2 separate regions of the Mus musculus genome follow, and region 2 is linked to region 1. The links are chromatin contacts, called in public HiChIP or PLAC-seq maps. All regions are on one chromosome and are shown on one strand. The core of a region is the stretch at or near the end of the contact, and the rest is flanking DNA. Distances in the headings are between cores, read along the strand shown. Region 1 overlaps Gm40554 (a long non-coding RNA gene). Region 2 overlaps Tdp1 (tyrosyl-DNA phosphodiesterase 1).

Evidence for each region. HiChIP or PLAC-seq counts read pairs in DNA pulled down with a chosen protein or histone mark.
Region 2: a contact with region 1 is called in an H3K27ac HiChIP or PLAC-seq map of SST interneurons, with 8 times the contacts expected there. The contact joins two enhancer-like sites. A contact is called at or near these places in 1 of 484 Hi-C or Micro-C datasets (bone marrow-derived macrophages) and 3 of 115 datasets of contacts at active chromatin or transcription factors (SST interneurons, embryonic basal ganglia and extraembryonic endoderm stem cells).

Annotation. Positions count from the first base shown.
Region 1 is chr12:99,062,101-99,065,343 of GRCm38.p6, forward strand. The region is part of intron 2 of Gm40554 (a long non-coding RNA gene); the gene reads left to right. Among named protein-coding and RNA genes, the nearest start is that of Gm40554, 39 kb to the left of the region's middle. Within about 2 kb of position 1,946, at least 28 of the 459 cell types and tissues checked have an H3K27ac peak or open chromatin away from gene starts, as enhancers often do. A contact at or near this core is called in SST interneurons, where this site is marked.
Region 2 is chr12:99,916,390-99,919,366 of GRCm38.p6, forward strand. All of the region lies in intron 13 of Tdp1 (tyrosyl-DNA phosphodiesterase 1), which reads left to right. Among named protein-coding and RNA genes, the nearest start is that of Tdp1, 33 kb to the left of the region's middle. Within about 2 kb of position 1,527, at least 41 of the 459 cell types and tissues checked have an H3K27ac peak or open chromatin away from gene starts, as enhancers often do. A contact at or near this core is called in SST interneurons, where this site is marked.

The DNA of each region.
Region 1 (3,243 bases), core at 696-3,195:
GTTTTAATAGTAAAGATAAAGTATGGAATCCACTGATGTGAAGAAGTCTCTCCCTGTGGTTATCATAAGAACATCTTTGAGATAAACCCACTTAAGGAGACGCTGCCCTGACTGGCTCCTCTTTGTCTTTGAAGCCCTAATTGAATGATCCTGGCAGCAGTTCTTTTCCATGGAGCCTGTCTGCCACTCTGTCCACTCATTTTAAAATGTATGGATCCCTCTGCTTTGGACCCGAGGCCATATTGATTCTGGAATATATGCCACTAATTGCTGAGTGCCTGCCTCTAAGAAGCAAGAACAGGGAGGGGGGGAAAGCTTGCATGTCAATATTTGTTACTAACCTTGACAGATAATCATTTTAAGTGATGGTGACTTTTTCCTCCTCTAAAGCTTTAATTACTGGCATGCACACACTGCAATCATTTTGTTCTTGTGTGTGTTTAATAGTCTGTAATCCATTTTAATTACATTCTTTGCTTATCAAGATCAGACTTCCAAGCAAGGATAGAACAGACTCTAGCTTCTGCCTTTTCTCTATGTCCCTCTTCTAGTCAGTGCCTCGAAAATACGCATGGATTTGAAACCAGTTTAGAAACAAATTTTACTCTTGGCACTTAAAACAAACAAACAAACAGACCCATTACAGAGAAGCCTCTCTCTGTACCTTTTCCAATCTGTTGGTCCATTAATACAGATGCTTCCTCCGATAAACTCGGAACTTGTGGAGAACTTTGAAAGGATGTAAGTCAGAGAGGGATCTCTCTCTCTCTCTCTCTTTCTCTCTCTCTGTGTGTGTCTTTCTCTTGGTGTGGGTAGTGAGTGAAAAGGTAGCTGGTTAAAATTCATTGACTTTGTGAATTCTTTATTTTGGGCATCTTTCAATTCATGAGTTACAATCCTATGAAAGCATTATATAAAGCACCAAACAGGACGGGGTTCTCAGGGCTGCTTCATGCTTTTGTTACTGGCCATCACTTAAGAGTGGCCAAGCACTTTCTGTGACCACATCTCCCTAACAGCTAACATTCTAATTTACTAGATGTGGCTTCACTAGAAAAGGAACCGGAGGGGTCTAGACCAATCACACAGAAAGATCCCGTGACTTACCTAACAGTCTCCGCCTGCGACTTCCTGAAGCATATTTGACAAAGCCCCAGCCAACTAAAAGAGAGGTCCAGAGCAAGCATTGTCCACCTAAGGATGCTGCCCCTCAACAGGAACAGACAGAGCCAAGCTGGGCATGACCGGTGCCTGGCTCCAGGCTCCCTGCCCGAATATGGTTCAGAACCCCAAGCTGGAGCAGAGTAATTGCAGGCTTTTCACGTTAAGCCAGTTTGAGTTGCTTTCCACTGACTTTGTTCTAACTAAAGTCCAACTATCAGGCTTGAAAGATACCCAATTTGGAATCTCCCACCCCCTTTTATTTGCCAAAGCCCCTGGAGTAACCATCAAATCAGCCCCAGATGGTTCATTAACATCAGCCAAATGCTTTCAAAATAAAAAAAAAAGAAGTGGTATTTTTGTTTTAATTAGATCCACACAGTAAGGTTCTTCCTCCCTATAATATCATCAGACTCTAGCATGCACACACAGAGAAGGGGGGAGGGAGGGAAGAGAGGGAGGCGGAGGAGCGCACTTGGAAACAAACGTCTACATATTAACTGAGGCCCTCCTTGGAGAAAATATAATGACAGAGCATTTTTGTCTATTTCCCAAATGAACACTGGCTGCTTGTGGGTGGCGTGTCAGAGCATCCATGTTCCCAGGTCCCAGCACAGAGTCAGGAAGGAAGGGGCATTTTCTCCAACTTGGACTTGACAGTACCCAACTGCCATCTTCATCCTGAGGAAGAAAGGCACTTGCTTTCCCAGGCACTGTCTGAGCTATGCGTTACTCATCAGGTTCCTGCAGAGAGGTTGATCAGGGTCTCCGGGAAGTGAGTCAGCAGTAAGACAAGCATTCCTGGGACACATCTGGAAGTGAGTCAGCAATAAGACAAGCATTCCCGGGACACATCTGGAAGTGAGTCAGCAGTAAGATAGCGCCATCCGGGCACATGTCACAGACCAGTTTCATCCGCCGTGTGCCCCTCTCTTTCTTTACCTGCGCCTCCATTTGTCAACCAACTTAACTCTCCTCTGTAGTTACTATGAAGCCCACTGGCACTGTCATACTTTATTATTGGAAAGTGAGTGGAAAGTCAGGGACCATGCAAAGTATAAGGAAGGTATCGCTACTGGAGAAAGTTGAAAGGGATATAGGAAACCTAAACTAATGATACATTCCTGGGCATGTTAATGCTGAGAATGGAAGGCCCGCTGAAACATGTACCTGACTCAACCACTAAACAGAGTCAAAGTGGCTTCTTTATTGCAAGCTCCCTCCTTGGATATCTTAATACGGTGATGTATGTGGTGGACCTACAAGGGGACGCTTCTGAGACAGCGGCTCCCCAGTCATTCAGTTCCATGTGTCCTTAGGGTGTGCACAGAAGCTCCAGTGCTGTTGGCATGGTAATAGCATCCTGAGCACAAAGATGAAGGATGTCTCAGTTGTCCCCTTTTGTTCTGAAGAGTTGAGACAGGCCTAGGACACCTTAAATAGAGGAAGAGTTGTTAAAGGGATAAACATGAAAATAAGGAACATAGATAGGGTCAAGGCCCTTAAGACCTGGGACAGAATCTAGGCTTTGGAAAGTCATTTAAATGATTTATAGCTCATTTAAGTGAATGTAACTCTTCAGTGGTGATTTATTGGATATGACACTAAATGCACAGGCAATAAAGGCAAAAGGCAGACATTTGTCATTGGTGGACATCAAATAAGCATTCAAGGACAGGACCAGTGGAATGAAAAGGTAACACACAAAATGAAAGAAAATATTTACAAATCACATATCCAGTAAAGGACTTTGTATACGGGATACAGAAAGGACTCTCACAACTCCGTCTTAAAAAGATGAATGACCCAGTTTGAACACTTGGCCAAGGATCCAGATGGATGCTTCCACAAGGATGAAAGATAAGTGGCCAACGATGAGAGAGGCTCAGTATCATTTGTCAACAGGTAGAGGAGGTGCAATTCCACATCCATTGCCATACAAAGGATTACTAACAATACACAGGGTAAGGACGCAGCAAAATGGAAAGTCCTCTGGTACTGCTGGGGGCGGGGTGGTGGTGACATCAGATGGCACAGCTACTTCAGAAAAGTCCGACAGCTCATCAAAAGGGCAGGTGTCCA
Region 2 (2,977 bases), core at 277-2,776, 850 kb after region 1:
ATAAACACAGCGCCAGAGGGCGTCCTGAAGACCTCTGCAGCTGCAGAGCACAGTAGGAAAGCAGACTTTTGAGTTCTAAAAATAAACATGCAGGGCGCGTTTCTGTCATTAGCAACTATGTAAACTTGGGGAATTAATTTAATCTATGTTTATTTCTTAGTTATAAAGAGGAAGAGGTAATGGCTACTTTTGGGGTTCCTGTGATTGTTAAATGAGGTGACAGACTGGGTACCTGGAATGGGACTTGGTCGTCGATGTGGTGGTGGTGGTGGTGGTGGTGGTGGTGGTGGTGGTGGTGGTGGTGGTGGTACATGATAGACGTGGCTGTACACAGTGAACAGACATACGTGCAGGCAAAATACTCAAATACGTTATTTTTTTTTTAATTAAGGAATGTCTGATCACTAAGCTACCTTCAATAAGCAGCTCTAAGCTTGTGCAGAGGCCAAGTCATCCTCTTTAAAATTTCACATTATTCAATGTGTCTTTCTTTTCCTTTATGTAGTTATCCATTTTGTTGAAACAAGTTCTCATGATAGAATTCAGGTTGGCCTTAAACTCATGGTAGCTTGCTCTGTTTCATCTTCCCCACTGCTGGAATTACAGGCAGGAGCCACATACCTAGCTCAGTGCACACACTGGTGCATGTGTATGTGTGTGTGTGTGTGTGTGTGTGTGTGTGTGTATTAGATAAGGTCTTACTGTGTATCTCTGGCAGGCCTGGAACTGGCTATAATACCAGTTGGCCTCAAACTCCTAGAGATCCACCTACCTCCGTCTCCTGAGTGCTGGGATTGAAGGTGTGTGCCAATGTGCTCAACATGTTTTCCAGGAGGTGTTAAGACACAGACTGCATCATTTCTTCATTCAGGAAGTCTAGCAACCCTGTGCATAGGTAGGACCTGTGTGAGATCCTGTGATTAATAGTTATATAGAAACGGTCCATGTTGTTCATAAGAGCACTAAGTAATGCATTGTTCTTCCTGTGTTTTCACTACCTGCTTGTTGAGAGGGTGAAGTGTCCATCAAGCCCTTATAATCGTCCTCATTTCAGGCCCTGTCTGTAGTTCATAGAAGGCAAGAAACAAAGTACCTACTCTAGTATGAGTCTTCATTTGAGGTAGAAGAGCTTAAGCAAGACCAGTAGAATATTAAAAAAAGAAGGAAGGGAAGGGAGGGGAGAGGAGGGGAGGGGAGGTGAGAGGGAGAGGAGAAGAGAGGAGGAGAGGAGAGGAGAGGAGAGGAGAGGAGAGGAGAGGAGAGGAGAGGAGAGGAGAGGAGAGGAGAGGAGAGGTGTCAGCTCAGGCCTGTAGCAGGTGAGGAGCTGCATTTGGAGCTTGTCTGAAGAAACATGTCAGAGAAAGTGGCCTTAGGAGGCCGACAGAGGAGAGCACACCAGCCCAACAAGGGAAGAGCATACTGGTCAAAGGGAACAGCTCGAAAAGGCTCTCAAGCTGGAGACAGTGTGGAAGGTTGAGCTGTTCCTGTGCTGATGTGCAGAGCTGAGCCAGCTAACAGGAGGCCCTGAAGTGCGGTGACATCATCTAATGAGTGCGTTGAAAGCTAGGTCAGGCTGCTGAGTGGCGAGTGGGTGTGTAGGGAAGAGTGGATGTGGGCAGCTGAGTTGGGCAGTCTGCAGAGCCTGTGCTGTTTATCGGGAAGAGCGGTAAAGGCAAGCTACCAGGGGTCAGGGAAAACGCCGTGCAGCATACTTCCAAATCGCCTTCAAGGAAACAAGTTGAAGTAATGAGATACACACCAGTTCCGAGTCGGCACAGCCAGCCTAGACTGCAGCTCAGCCTCTTAGAACTCATGAGTCACTGAGCCCGAAACACATTTCTTGAAACACAAAGGCAAGGTACAAAAGGATGCTGGCAGTTTGGTGGCGAGATGAGTTATTCAAGCACTTGCCGCCAAGGGCTCAAGAAGTGACACTTCCTTAAGGAAGCTGGAGTCTTAGTAGCAGCCATAACTATGAGTAACAGTACTTGTTCCTTGTAAGCACGTGAAACAGCAGCTGCTGTTAGTAACACTGTGGTAATCACCCTTTATGATAGCCCCGTAGTCTATAAACTCAGCGAAGGCAAGACCTGTGCTCACAACAGACCCAGCACAGACCCTCCATCCACGTGGGTGGTCACTACCAGCAGGGAGGTCCTAACCAGCACAGAAGAGACAACTGTTGTCTCTGCTCAGCAAGCATATGAAGAAAGGGGCAGGAGAGAGAACTGACCCTGACTGATCAGCCTCACCTGTCCCTTTCCATCATCTCAGAGATTTGTGAGGTAGCATGGGCCTCTCCTACGTGAGAAGTAAAGCTGTACATGGAGGGAGGCAGCTCCACCAGCCACTCGGCAGATAACATGTAGCCGGATGATGCTATGAGAATAGAGAGAAGAAAGCTAAGTTGAGCTTCTTGCTCTTGTGGAATTGACAGTTAAATGAAAGAGATTAAGCAGGTCAAGCCACATGGATTATTTGATCCTATGGTGCTTTTCTGACTTCTGCACAGGTGGATTCTTCTCCCCATGTAGTCCCTGAACTTGTAGTCATCCAGCACTTGACTTAAACATGGCTTCCTCGGCTGGTTGGATTCTGCAGTCTACTGGGCTTTTACATCTTCAACGTGCCTGTCCCTTCCCTATAGTTATTTATGTGCTCATTGGCTTCCTCTCTAGGCTCCGACATGAAGCCCATGTCTATCTTGTTCAGCCTATCCCAGCACCTGGCAGGGAGCCTGATCGGTAGATGGAGTTCATCGCTGACATCATTATCAACACTGTAGAAATGAGACAGCTACAGGAGAACAGCAAATTTGACTGCAGGGCTAGCTCACTGGGAAAGCCCCTGTATAGAATATGTGATGTCCTGGGCTCCATCCCAAGCACACATCAAAATAAACCCAACGACAGGCATACTTACTGTGAGACCTTTAAGAGGGATTGTTGTCCACAGAGGTGTGAGTTTTTGCTGTGGT